3 separate regions of the Zea mays genome follow, and all the other regions are linked to region 1. A link is a contact called in public Hi-C data. All regions are on one chromosome and are shown on one strand. Each heading gives the region's core, a stretch centred on a gene start, on an enhancer-like site or on the middle of the called end of the contact. The rest is flanking DNA. Distances are from core to core; before and after follow the strand shown. Region 1 holds the start of LOC103640631 (2-aminoethanethiol dioxygenase-like). Region 2 holds the start of LOC103640633 (putative pentatricopeptide repeat-containing protein At3g25970). Region 3 has its middle 100 kb from the start of LOC111590781.

What was found. Hi-C and Micro-C count contacts between places; a contact is called where the count stands out from the background.
Region 2: a contact with region 1 is called in a Hi-C map of bundle sheath, with 4 times the contacts expected there. The contact joins the promoter of LOC103640633 here to the promoter of LOC103640631 in region 1. A contact is called at or near these places in 9 of 25 Hi-C or Micro-C datasets (bundle sheath, ear, endosperm and 4 more).
Region 3: a Hi-C map of ear shows a contact between it and region 1, with 3 times the contacts expected there. The contact joins the enhancer-like site here to the promoter of LOC103640631 in region 1. A contact is called at or near these places in 5 of 25 Hi-C or Micro-C datasets (ear, leaf, root tip and 1 more) and 1 of 3 datasets of contacts at active chromatin or transcription factors (leaf).

Annotation. Positions count from the first base shown.
Region 1 is chr1:180,826,365-180,830,522 of Zm-B73-REFERENCE-NAM-5.0, reverse strand. It overlaps LOC103640631 (2-aminoethanethiol dioxygenase-like), which reads left to right and starts at 2,802. Exons shown (of 5, transcript NM_001329842.1): 1 at 2,802-3,202; 2 at 3,460-3,587; 3 at 3,675-3,861; 4 at 3,974-4,158. The coding sequence starts at 2,926.
Region 2 is chr1:181,023,088-181,027,522 of Zm-B73-REFERENCE-NAM-5.0, reverse strand. It overlaps LOC103640633 (putative pentatricopeptide repeat-containing protein At3g25970), which reads right to left and starts at 1,418. Exons shown (of 1, transcript XM_008664090.3): 1 at 1-1,418. The coding sequence starts at 1,343.
Region 3 is chr1:180,583,419-180,587,377 of Zm-B73-REFERENCE-NAM-5.0, reverse strand. It overlaps the pseudogene LOC103645083. Among protein-coding and RNA genes, the nearest start is that of LOC111590781, 100 kb to the right of the region's middle. Within about 2 kb of position 2,512, at least 8 of the 20 cell types and tissues checked have an H3K27ac peak or open chromatin away from gene starts, as enhancers often do. A contact at or near this core is called in ear and tassel, where this site is marked.

The DNA.
Region 1 (4,158 bases), core at 1,553-4,052:
AACCCTTTGAGGCCTTGTTCGGTTACATCGGATTGCACCCGGAATCGTTCCGGTTAATCAAAGTTTATATAAATTAGAGAAGCAATCCGGCTCGGAATCGTTCCGACCCACCAATCCGACACAAACGAACAAGGCCTGACCAGGATCCTAGAGCGTGCTGTGAGTGAGCAGGGGCAGATTTAGAGGTTTGTAGAGGTCAGCTAAAATTTATAAATCATTTTAGCAAAATACTATTAAAGTTTTAAAAAAATTATATCATATATAAAAGCTGATGTTGCTGACGTCAACCATATTCTTGGCTAGATTAGCCACTGAACCGGAGGTATGCCTTCCTCCAGGTGGCTGATAGATAGGTACTTAAAAGAAGAAGCATATATTTAAAGTATCCGTTAGTTCAATTAAAAGAAGTGCAAAAACCGACATCATGATCACGAATCCGGTAACGAAGGAACTGTCACTTAAGACATCCATTTTTTTCATGTAAAAAGAATGAGTATTATAGATAAAATCTTATTAGCATGACTGTATTTTCAAAAGATGGAGACGTGTGGCCACTGTTTGTCTTTGGCTCAGCTCGTCGTCGTCGTCGTCCTCCGCCCTGCTACAGGCTCGTGCAGCTGCCAGCTATATATGCCTATGCCTGGCCCAGCAGGATCTAGTTTTAGATGAAAAGACAGCAAAAACAATTAGCTGTTTTTTCAACCGCTTTCATTTCTAATTGCAACTAAAATCTAGCTTCCTCTTTGTGTTCAATCGATGTACAAGTGTATTCATTTTGTTAAGAAACCAAATTTACTTTATTTATCTATACTGATCTAGAGTTTTTTTTATTATTATATATCTATTTACGTTCCCGCTAGCGAGGACAGACTAGCTAAACTGTTGTTGAAGTCAGAGAAGGCCTGCGCGGAGAATCCAGCAGCGACGACACCCACAGGTTTGGCGATTACTACCACTGTTTGCCTTGCCTTGTCAGCACATGGACGCCACGTGAGGTCGACAGGTCACCACACGCATGCCGGAAGTGGGAAGGGAACGTGTATTAGCTTAACTCGAGAGCAAGAAAGCCGCCTAGTCAATAAACCGTAAAAATGAGTAGAAAAGTTTCTTTTCCCTTCAAAATTTAAAGTCTTGTTTGAAAGCAATCTAGTCTTTAAGAATTCAGTTTTTATCTCTAACTTTTAGAACCTGGTTTATGGTGTTTGGTTTTTCAGCTAGAAGATGCTAGCTTCTTGTTTTTTAAGAAACTTAAAATGCATTTTTTATAAGTAGAGTTAGTAAAATCTAGAGCCTGGCCCTTAGATTCGATGGAGTAGATGACGAAGGTGACAGAGAGCTGAATATGTTTGACTGCAAAAAATAATATAAAAAAATCTGATGTCGTGGTCGTGGTATCTAGAACTGACGGAATTAAGGTGGATGCATGAAAACAAGGCCGACAGTGGGAAACGGAGTGTCAGCACTCACACCGTGCAAACGGGAGAATCCACAAAACAACACTGGTTTGAAACGACATTCAGAAAATAGCATCCGTTTTCAAGTAATTCTTAGAACAGCACCTGTTTCACTAAATTAATTTAGAAAGCAGCACTTCATCTATATTTTGCATTCTTTCATTGCTTATACCACATACAAGTGGACCAAAGTACACCTATTCATTTCATAACCCTCTTTTTATCTCTTCTGTCCATAAGAAAAACATAAATAGATAAAATATATTAGCTCCATTTTTTATAGTGTTAAACATACAAACAGACACACATTGTTTATGAAGGAAGAAGTCTAGATTTAACTATTGAACATGAACTTCAAACCTAGGTATCTTCGTTATCGAACTGTTGAAATTAGACATACTTGGTTCACTGAAAGGTCTTCGATTGTATATCCTCTGTTCTTTTTTATTTGAAGTGGTTGTTTTTTTTTCAAAAAACTTCAATCACCCGTCATGTTCAAAAAAATTGTATGTTCTTTAAAAACTACTCTCTCCACCGCAAAATATATCTTTGAAGTTCAATGGTTAAATCTAGACTTCTTCCTTTATAGAACATCTATGTTTATTTTTATGTTCAACATTATGCTTACCAATATAAAAATAGAGCTCACATACTTGCATGCATTTATGTTGTTCCTATTGAAAGAATAGATAATAAAACAAGGCTATGAAATGATAGGGGCAATATGGTCCATTTGCTTGTGAGGTGAGAAATAAAAGAATGAAAAATATAGATTAATGCTGTTTTCTGAATTCATTTGATGAAACTGGTGTTGTTCTTTGAATTGTTTAAAAAAGAGTGCTATTTCAACACTGTCTCAAACTAGTGTTCTTTCATGGATTCCCCCCGTGGAAACGGGCTTGACGAGCCGACGGCTAGCGGAGTCCGGACTCCGGAGCGGAGAGCGGACGGAACCGCTCCTGGAAAGTAAACGGTATGGGCATGTCAAGCGCGGGCGCGCGGTGGGGCCCACGTGTCGGTGGCAGCGTAGCGGATAACGATTGTGATGTACGAAACCGGAAACTGTGTGCTAATCTACTCCTCGTCGCCCTGCCTCGGGCTCGCGCCGTCGGTTTTGGTTATGCCGCGCTTTCCGCTTCCCGCGAACCGGGCCGCCACCGCCAGCCACGCCGACAGTGACCAGCAGGGGGGGCAATCCTCTCCCTCCCGCCCGCCCGCTTTCCTGTTGGCTCGCGATGGGTGGCGGCAGGGAACACAGCCCACGGTTTTTGCTGGCTCCCCGTCACCCCCTCCTCCGCTCCGCCTCCTGTTTATAGTCGCCTGCTGTCGCGGCCCCTTTTTCCTTCCACCACCCACCGGCCACCACCCTCCGCGCTTGCCTAGTTGCCTTGACTGCCTGCCTCGTCTTACCACCAAGCTAAGCTAGCGCGTTCCTTCCTTTTTTCCTCCCTCGCTTCCTGTTGCTCGGTCCATGGAGGTGGCGGCGGCCGCGACGGCGGGCGCGGGGGTTGTGGAGCTGCAGCTCGACCTACTCGAGGCGGCGGCGCCGACGGAGCGAGAGGCCAAGAGGCGCCGGGTGCACCCGGTTCCAGCGGGCCCACCGGCCGGGGCAGCAGCGCCGGGACGCCGCAGCTGCAGCCGCAGGCGCCGCGCCGTGCAGCGTCTCTTCCAGGCCTGCCGCCACGTCTTCCGGGGCCCCGGCACCGTGCCCAGTCCCGGCGAGGTCCAGCTGCTCCGCCACATGCTCGGTGAGCCATGCACGACCCGACTCAAAAAAAACTAGAACATTTCGTAATTTTCAGCGATCGATCTGGAACGAACTGGTTGTCATGGACCGGCATGGCCTCCGCGTACTCTGTTCAATTTCACTAGCACTAGCACTTAGCTGCTCTGCTTATACTGAATCTGAATTCCTGTACAGAATAGTATGCATCCATCAATCATGCACCTGTTTCGTGCATGCGTTTACTGAAAAACCTCAACTCCTTCTCCTACCAAAATGCAGACAGGATGCGGCCGGAGGACGTGGGCCTGAGCCCGGACCTGAGCTTCTTCAGGGCTCGAGACGCCACACGTGGCGGTGGCACCCCGACCATAACGCACACGACGATATACAAATGCCCGAATTTCTCGGTAGGCAGAATTATTTCGATAGTGTGTGTGTACTACAGCAATGCTGAAAAAGCTCGTGTTTTCTAACCTTCCCCTTGTCTATGGCAGATGGTCATCCTCTTCCTGCCGCGAAACGCGGTGATCCCGCTCCACAACCACCCTGGGATGACGGTGTTCAGCAAGCTGCTCCTGGGGTCGATGCACGTCAAGTCGTACGACTGGCTCAACACTGCTGACCCCGATCCTTCTTCCGCCACGAGCACCACCAGCTCTTCGTCCTCCGATGGCCCATGCCGTAAGCTTCTGCCACTCACTGTCGCCGCTCGCCGGCTTGATCGTCTGTTTCTGTTGTTAACCCCTCTGCACTGCAGCACTGATGTCTATGATCTTGTTCTGTTCCTGCGCAGTGAGGCTGGCAGAACTGGTGGTGGACGACGTCTTCACGGCGCCGTGCGACACCTCCGTGCTGTACCCGACGGCGGGAGGGAACATGCACCGGTTCACCGCCATGGCGCCCTGCGCGATCCTCGACGTCCTCGGGCCCCCCTACTCCATAGAGGAGGACAGGGACTGCACGTACTACGCGGAATTA
Region 2 (4,435 bases), core at 169-2,668, 200 kb before region 1:
CCGCACTTAGAATACATGAAGATCAGCGAACTTGAAACGAAGTCATTGGAAGCAAAACCAGATTGGACGACCAAACTGTGTACTTGTCTACCTAGCCGAAGTACAGCAAGGTCTGAGCAAGACCTCAGAGCAGCAGAGAGCCCAAACTCATCTGTTCTAATATTCTCTGCCCGCATGCATCTGAAGAATTTCAAAGCATCAGAACTCAAACCGTGATGTGAATATCCAGTTAGCATAGAGTTCCAGGAGACTGCATCCTTAAAAACCAAAGAACTAAAGCAGTTATAAGCATCCTCCATCATGCAGTTATCAGCAAACCTAGTGTACATGGCGATCATAGCATTGCAAACAGGTGTGACTCCTTCCAACCCAAACTTGATCACCAAACTATGAATCGATCTCCCTTGCTGATCATCACACCCATGCTCCGAACAAACACTTATGGCACTTGTAAAGCTATACATGTCAGGCTGGATTCCACTCTCTCTCATCATCCTGACAAAGAATCTCATTGCCTCATCGTCCAGCCCATGGTAAGCGTAGGCTCCTAGCATAGAATTCCATGATATCAGATCCCTGCTCTCAATTCCATCAAAAATCTTTCTAGAGTCTGCAAGCGCATCACACTGTGAGTATGCAGTGATTGCTGCATTCAGCGCTACCAACCCCAACGCAGAACCATACTTCACAATCTTGCCATGCAGCTGCCGCATCAAGGAATACCACCTTGGGCCAGCAATTGTCGCGAGTAAGACAGCAAATGTCGTACCATCCGGGACCGACCCCACCCTCTGCATCTCAAGAAACAGCTCCATTGCTTCTGCCGGCTTCCGAGAGTCCGTATACCCAGCAATGATCGCGTTCCAAGAAACGATATTCCGCACTGGCATTCCATCGAACACCCGGCGAGCATCGCCCAAGCGGCCACATTTCGCATACACATCGAGCAACGCACTCGCAGGGAAGACGTTATCAGCGAGGCCGCACCTGACGGAAAATGACTGCAGCTGGGCGCCGAGCTCAGGGCGTCGCGCGGCGGCCGCGGAGCGGAGCGCCGAGCCGAGGGCGAAGGTGCTGGCGGCGAGCCCCCGCGCGTGCATGGCCCGAAGCAGGCGCCATGCGTCCCGGTGCGCTCCAGCCGCGACGTGCGCGGCAAGGAGGGAGTTCCAGGAGGCCGCGTCGGGGTGGGGGATCTCGTCGAACACCCGGCGCGCGGCGGCGAGGCCAGTGGCGGAGTACGCTGTGAGGAGCTGGTTCCAGGGCGTGGGGGAGGAGGCGCCGGACTTGAGGAGCGTGGCGTGGGACTTGGCGGCAGCGAGTGCGTGGTGCTGGCGGCGGTGCATGCGCAGCTATACAGGCTACGGTGGCGGTGGATGCGTCCCCGCGCGTGCCGTGCGCGGGCATTTGCGGAGCCGGGAGGCAAACGTTAATAACCTAAAATTTTTACCCCAAAACTGATTATTAAAAGTAGACTAAAAAGTTTTAAGAGTAAATTATAATGTGTACTCCAACAGTTATTTTAAATATGATATGTGGCGTAATCCGTCGGGAGGCTGATGATGATTTGATACGTTGAGAAATTGATTGGAGAGGGATAGAACACACCAAAATATGAGGGAGGGGAGACTGTGGATGCGGGACACCAATTTTTTAGGAAAAAAATGAGGGAGCTATTGAAGTAAGAAAAAACACTATTCTTGATTAATATCTGTTTTGGGTTAATTTACTCGTTCTTTTAGAGTTGCTCTAATAGTGTCCTACTTAGACTAATCCGAGGTTACTTGAATGAATAGCATTGAATCTATGCATGTGCTCACTATGAACATATAAACAGAGGTGATTAGGATGACATATCGTTGCTCTGTAGTGGAGGAGACGGATCCGATCCTCGCCCACCATCTCTAATCCCGACGCTGTCGTCCTACAGAGGTGGCTTGGACGTCGAGATCCGAGGCCGCAGTGGATTGTAGCGTTTTCAGGACGTTTAGGCGATGGGGCCTCTGGGAACTAGAGTTTTAAGACGAGGTATTAGCGTTAGTCTTTTCTGCGACCCATCAGTTCTATATTTATAGCATTGTGTGCCTGCGGGCTTTAATCAAGGTTAACGTGGGTCCTCTCGATTAAGGGCTCGATTAAAGAGACGATAGTTGGATTAAACTTAATCCGGTCTCTATTAACCGGCTGTAGAGGACACATCCATCATCAAAATCAAATCATACATTGTTAGATGACTGCTCTGTTGGTGTTGCCATAGGGGGCGAGGGCAATGGCTTGCTGCAAATAAGAAGGTACAACCGAAGCAGGCTGATGGCGGCTTGCTGGACGAAGGCGCGGAAGCCGGTTCACGAATCACGATGACGAATTGACGACGGAGTGATGGACTGGTGCCTCTGCTGGTGGAGTGCGAGAGTCCGGGGCTGGCCGCTGGCGGCGTCGAGGGCTCGCCACTCGCAGTCGAGGTCGGGGCCACCGCCGAGCCCGAGCTACTGGTGAGTGGAGGCCGGGGCCGGCTGCGAACTAGATGGAGTGGCTGGTGGGCGGTGGCAGTTAGAGATGGCAATGAATAAATAATCATTGGTTACTAATATCTATACTCGTACCGACGACATAAAAATAACTTTATCGAATCATCCATATACACTGATATATATGGATTTACCCTCATATTCATACTCATACCCATGTGAGTATAAGGGCCCGTTTGGCACAGCTCCAGCTCCTGATTCTAAGCGAGGATCTGGAGCAGCCGTGCCAAACGGGTATTTTTTTAAACTGATTCTCGTGTGCAGCTGAAAGATCGGAAGTCGTTTTTGTGAAAAAAGGTGGGATCTAAAAAAACCTGCTCCACCCTCCCTTAAAACAGCTCCTCAACCAACCAAATATGGACCTCCCCTTAAAGTTTAATCGAAATTACCCGCAATTGCCATTGGACAAAAACATAACGAGCCAATTTATGGATTAAACATTTAAGACCATTTTATGCACTACTATGATGGGAATATTTTATATGTTATTGTTTCATATTTTTTTTCTGTATATGCATCCTACTTATTGGTTTGTAACAAAGTTGAACTTCAAAGGGTAAAACAGACAATCGCCACAGACCACCAACTCTCAGAAGACAAGAATCAGTTTACTTGCCAAACAATTTTAAAAATGATTCTGATTTTCTAGGAGAATCAGGAGGATCAGCTCCTCATGAGGATCAGGATCTGGAGCTAAAGAAGCAGGAGCTCGAGCTTTGCCAAACGGGCCCTAAGTCACCCATCGGGTCACCTGTACCTAAAAAATTAAACATCTATTAAAATATTATATTATACAAATGTCAAGTATATCAATCTAAATACCATTACAAAATTTCTAGTATCATTTAACCATCCATTCAACACATCAAAGATAATTAGATAAAATAGTAACATTAGAATAGTACTACATAGCACGTTACATGTTCCATTACATAGTCATTAAATTGTCGTTAAGCCTTCTATAACATAGTGACCTAAAAGGTTGTTAAATAATAAAAAAGATGGATGACTAAAGTCCAAGTCATGCTTGAGCTAAGTTTATATTGGGTTTTTTATACCCACGGGTTAACGGGTATGGGTGAAGGCGGAACGTTTTAATACCCATTTATCCGTTGGGTGAAGATTTTTGTCCAATAACAAACACATGGGTAGACTATTTAGCCCAAATACATACCCTGATGGAGTAAATATCCATCAGGTACTGGGTCACGAGTACCCATTACCATCTCTAGGGCCGCTGGGGAACCAGATCAGCTGACTTAGAGCATCTCCAATAGCTCCTCGGAAGTATCTTTTAAATCAAGTTATTTTTGGAACTGAATGGCAGTGCTTGCTTACCCTACCTCTTGTGCCTTGCAAGAAACAAAATTTAAAAAATCAGATATGCATGAAACTAAAATACCGAATGGCATGTTATAAATCACTAGTTCAAATTTTTGACATACCTTCGGTACTTGTACCTGCAATAGATTTTTGTTTTGTCCTTTTTTTTCCTCCTCTAGTGCTTTCCTTCCCACCTAAATTTTTGTCTCTTTGAACTTCTTATGCCGATCTCTTTTTTCTTTAATTGTGCATTACTCAATGTCTCCTTTGGTACAACAACATCAACCTGAGCTGCACTATTTTCAGCATTAGAAGGACCAGTGCATATATTAATTTTATTCTCATATAACATTCTTCCCATTTTTTTTTCTTTCAACTTGTGAATGCTATCTAACCAAGTTTGGTTTTCTACCTTTGTCCTCAAGATGGCAAATTCTCTTTCAAAAGTTTCCTTGTCCTCATACTCAAACATGTATGCACTAAAATCAGCAAGAGCATATATGCCTTTTTCCTTTTTGGTGAAGAGGCAAATGTTTGATAGCATTCTGCATTATGTGAAAGCTGCATAGTCCATGCCATGCCTCTTG
Region 3 (3,959 bases), core at 1,263-3,762, 240 kb after region 1:
GGCGGACGACATAGAGGCACTGGGCTTATTAGCTAGATATGTAGCAAATGCAAGGATTACCAACCTCGATTTTGTGGTGCTAATGTTAGTTGAAAATGCTAACAATTGATCGATAATTACAAAATTTGTTCTCAGAGACAACCCATTTATTCATAGAGTCCTTCAATCAGGTAAACCTTTATAATTTTTCAACAAAATTCCAAAAAACTTGTTCAATTCTCTCGTATGACTTTATTGTAATGTTTGTAACACATGTTTGTTTTGTAAATGATGTTTGTCGTAGTAGCCTATTATGCATCATTGCTAATGGCTACGAAGAAAAACAACAAAATAGATGCTTGAGAAGTTGCAATGGATGAGTTACCATATCAAAGCTACCACCAAACAATCCACTCATCATTCAACCTAGCCTCGACTAGGCTACCCCCATCGCTGTCAGCCTGTCACCACCACAACCGTAACCTCACATTCATCAACCCTATCATGTCATATTTGTTGATTCGTATGTGATGCATGTCGACTCATACTCTTGTCATTGTAGTAAGCATGTTGTGCTACAATGATCGCTATGAGTGTCCACGTTGTTGAGTACGGTGTAGTAGTAGGCAGTATAGCTACATGTTCTTTATAGTGCTTGTGGTAGGCCTAGAACTCTAGACATGGCTATATGGACTATGGTACCAACGCACACCATTTAGTATTCATGGATACACCATAGCGATGGACATGCGCTATATTTTATTTATCTAGCACCACATCTTGTCTTGGTGAGGGGAGCACGTGGCGTCGGGACCGTCTCATCCTAGAGGAATCATGAGAAATGTTAGAGGATTTTGTAGGGCGTTAGGACATGGCTGGTTGGAGGCTTGGCCTCTACAGTAGAGGATCCCGAGAATGCTAGGTTGGTCCCACCCAGGCTCACTGTAGCTCTATCTTCTGCTGACAGAGTCTTAGAGGGCGCTTTGCTAGCATCGAAGGTACGTCTTCCCTCGGAAGTTGGCAAATATAGTGAGAGAGAAATTACTAACTTTCCAAGCTAAAAATAATATTGAAAATAGTTATAGAAGTGTTGGCATACGTTAACCTGATATTTTCTTATTCAAATTATCTAACTTAAAAATCATTTTTTCATTGGTTGGTCTGTTCCTATTCTTTTCTTGAGAAAAAAATCCTATCCACAATCCTTCTGAAAGTGCATCTAGCCCTTTGTGGGATTTGGTGTTTGAATGAAAACAAAATTAAATGACTAATCAAGCCTGTTGAGTGTTGAATAGGAACTTAGGTATGAAAGTGGATATCGTACAAGGATCAAGACAACGGATTGAATGTATATCACAAGAAGGATATTCAATGTACACTCAAGATGGTATGACTTAAGGAAGGCTTGATAATGTGAAGATAGCATGGAAATATGGCTTCGAAGAACTAAGCAAAGGAGATGGTAAAGAGGATTTATGTACCAAAGCTAAGGTGAAGAAGCAAGTAATTACATTGAGTCGAAGAACCAATCAAGTCCAAGAGAGGTCATGCTAAGGAGAGTAATCCTAAGTTGAATAAGGTTAAGCAGAATGGACATTGATTAAGTTGCTAGTCATTGAACTTGACTTGGAGTCAGTTTGGTAGACCAAGGACTAAGGTAAGGAATAACTTCGAGGAACTAAGTAAAGGAGAAGGTCAAGAAGATTGAGGTATCAAAAGCTAAAGTGAAGAAGAAACTGCTTGCAAGAGTCAAAGGTGATCAACATGTGAAGAGTTGTGTGATATTGAAGACGACAACATAAGAAGACGTGACTTGAATTCATCAGAGTAATTTATATACATTTGGATGGTTCAAGTCATAAGTCTCAAGAGGTACTAGCTCAAGAAAAGGACATGGTCACAAGATCAAGCTGAAAGTATCAAAGTTAGAACATGGAAGGACTTAAAAGTTGTGCTCACTTTGATTTTAGTGTTTGGGCCAGTCCTGAGTTTGGAAAGGTTCTTGATGACCATTATAGTATATTGGAACTCAAAGATGTGGCAGAATTGATCAGATTAAATGTTTGAGGTTCTAAGTGACAAATAACACAAAAGGATGCATGAAGAGATGAGGGAATTGGAATTGGAGAATTGAAAGTCGCCTAGAGGAGAGGTGAATAGGCGAAACATAAAATTTATCACTATATACAAAAACTCAAACCCTGGTTAGGCGTTAGAACAAGAAAACAACTTAATCGAAGCGAGGGAGAGAAGTTCTTGTTAGAGTTGCTAAATATGATTGTGAAATTACTTCAGGAGCAACACAAATGAGTTAGAATCAAGCGCAAGCAAGAGAACTTTAGAGTGAGGGTGAGGAAGAAACAAATCACAATCGAATACAACACAAAAGACATGGACGATTTCATTCTCGAGGTTCCGCTCTGAAGAACAGCATGTATGCACACGTTTCGTGCATGGGTTTGCTGAAATCTGAACTCCTGCTCCTATCAAGTGCAGAGGGAATGCGGCCAGAGGATGTGGGCCTAAGCCCAGACCTGAGATTCTTTAGGGCTCGAGACACCGCCACTGCTCAGGTCGTCCCGACGATAACGCACACGGCGATATACAAATGCCCGAGTTTCTCGGTAGGCTGACACCTGACTGTGCTTAATTTTGTTTGATGGTGTGCAGTACTGAAAAGCTCGTGTTTTTATCAAACCTTCCCGTACGTTTGGCAGATTGTGACACTATTCTTGCCATGAAACGTGGTGATCCCTCTCCACAACCACCCTGGAATGACGGTGTTCGGCAAGCTGCTCCTCGGGTCGATGCACATCAAGTCGTACGACTGGCTCCGCGCTGGTCCTGATCCTTCTGCGAGCACTACTAGTTCTTCATCCTCCGATGGTGAATCCATGTGGACCATGTCTGTCAGTAATGTACCGGAGGCACAAGAAGCTACAGCCACGGAGGAAGCAGAAGACGACGGAGCATATCACGTTTCGTACGCGGGAGCTGATCAAGCAGACTCCGTTGCGGGTGGACGGCCCAGAAGGAAGACTATGCCCAACTCTCGTTTGGTGGGCCCGGAATGGGTGAACTAATGATTTGTCAGCCCATGTAATAACGAGTACTTATTCCTCTGTTGTGGAGAAGTGGAACTCAAGAAAGAACATAATACCTATCACTACGTTCTATCTTCGTATTCATTCTTCCTCCCTCAACTCCTTCTCTACCTCAGCCGCCGTCTTTCTCCCGGCGTTGACAGTGTCGTATGGTTCTGCTCCTTAGCACTGTCGCCGGCGTGATCGTCTGTTTCTCTTGTTAACCCTCTGTAGAGCAGATAGATACATACACATGTTCTGATGTAGTGATGTCTAAGATCTTGTTCTGTTCCTGCGCAGTGAGGCTGGTAGAACTGGTGGTGGACGACGTCTTCACAGCGCCGTACGTGCGACACCTCCGTGCTATACCCGACGGTAGGAGGGAACATGCACCAGTTCACCGTCATGGCGAACTGCACGATCCTCGACGTCCTCGAGCCCCTTCCTCCATAGAGGAGGACAGGGACTGCACGTACTACGCGGACATACCATACACACACCATTCGAGTAAGTAACCACCCACGCACATCTTCCACCTCTGTAAATGATTTTTGCGTTCAATTGCTTCAATTGCTTAGTGGATGCCAATTGCCATTCCTTCGTTTTCATGTAATTACCAGCAGTACATGAGTTCTTCTTGCCGTTGCACTAGAGACTCACGTACGGGGAGACCGGTCCATGTCTATGCTTTTGCAGTGGCGGGCGCAGGCGGTGACCTCGACGGCGTGGACGTGGAGTGGGGCCAAGGCCGTCTAGCGTGGCTGGCGGAGATCGATGTTAAGAGTATGTGTATGTATTCTGTTAGAGGTTCGCTAGTTTACTGGTAGCTGTTGACTGGCTCCGTGCGTCTAGCAGCTCAGTCCACGCTTGATCCATGTAAACCGGATCAATTGATCC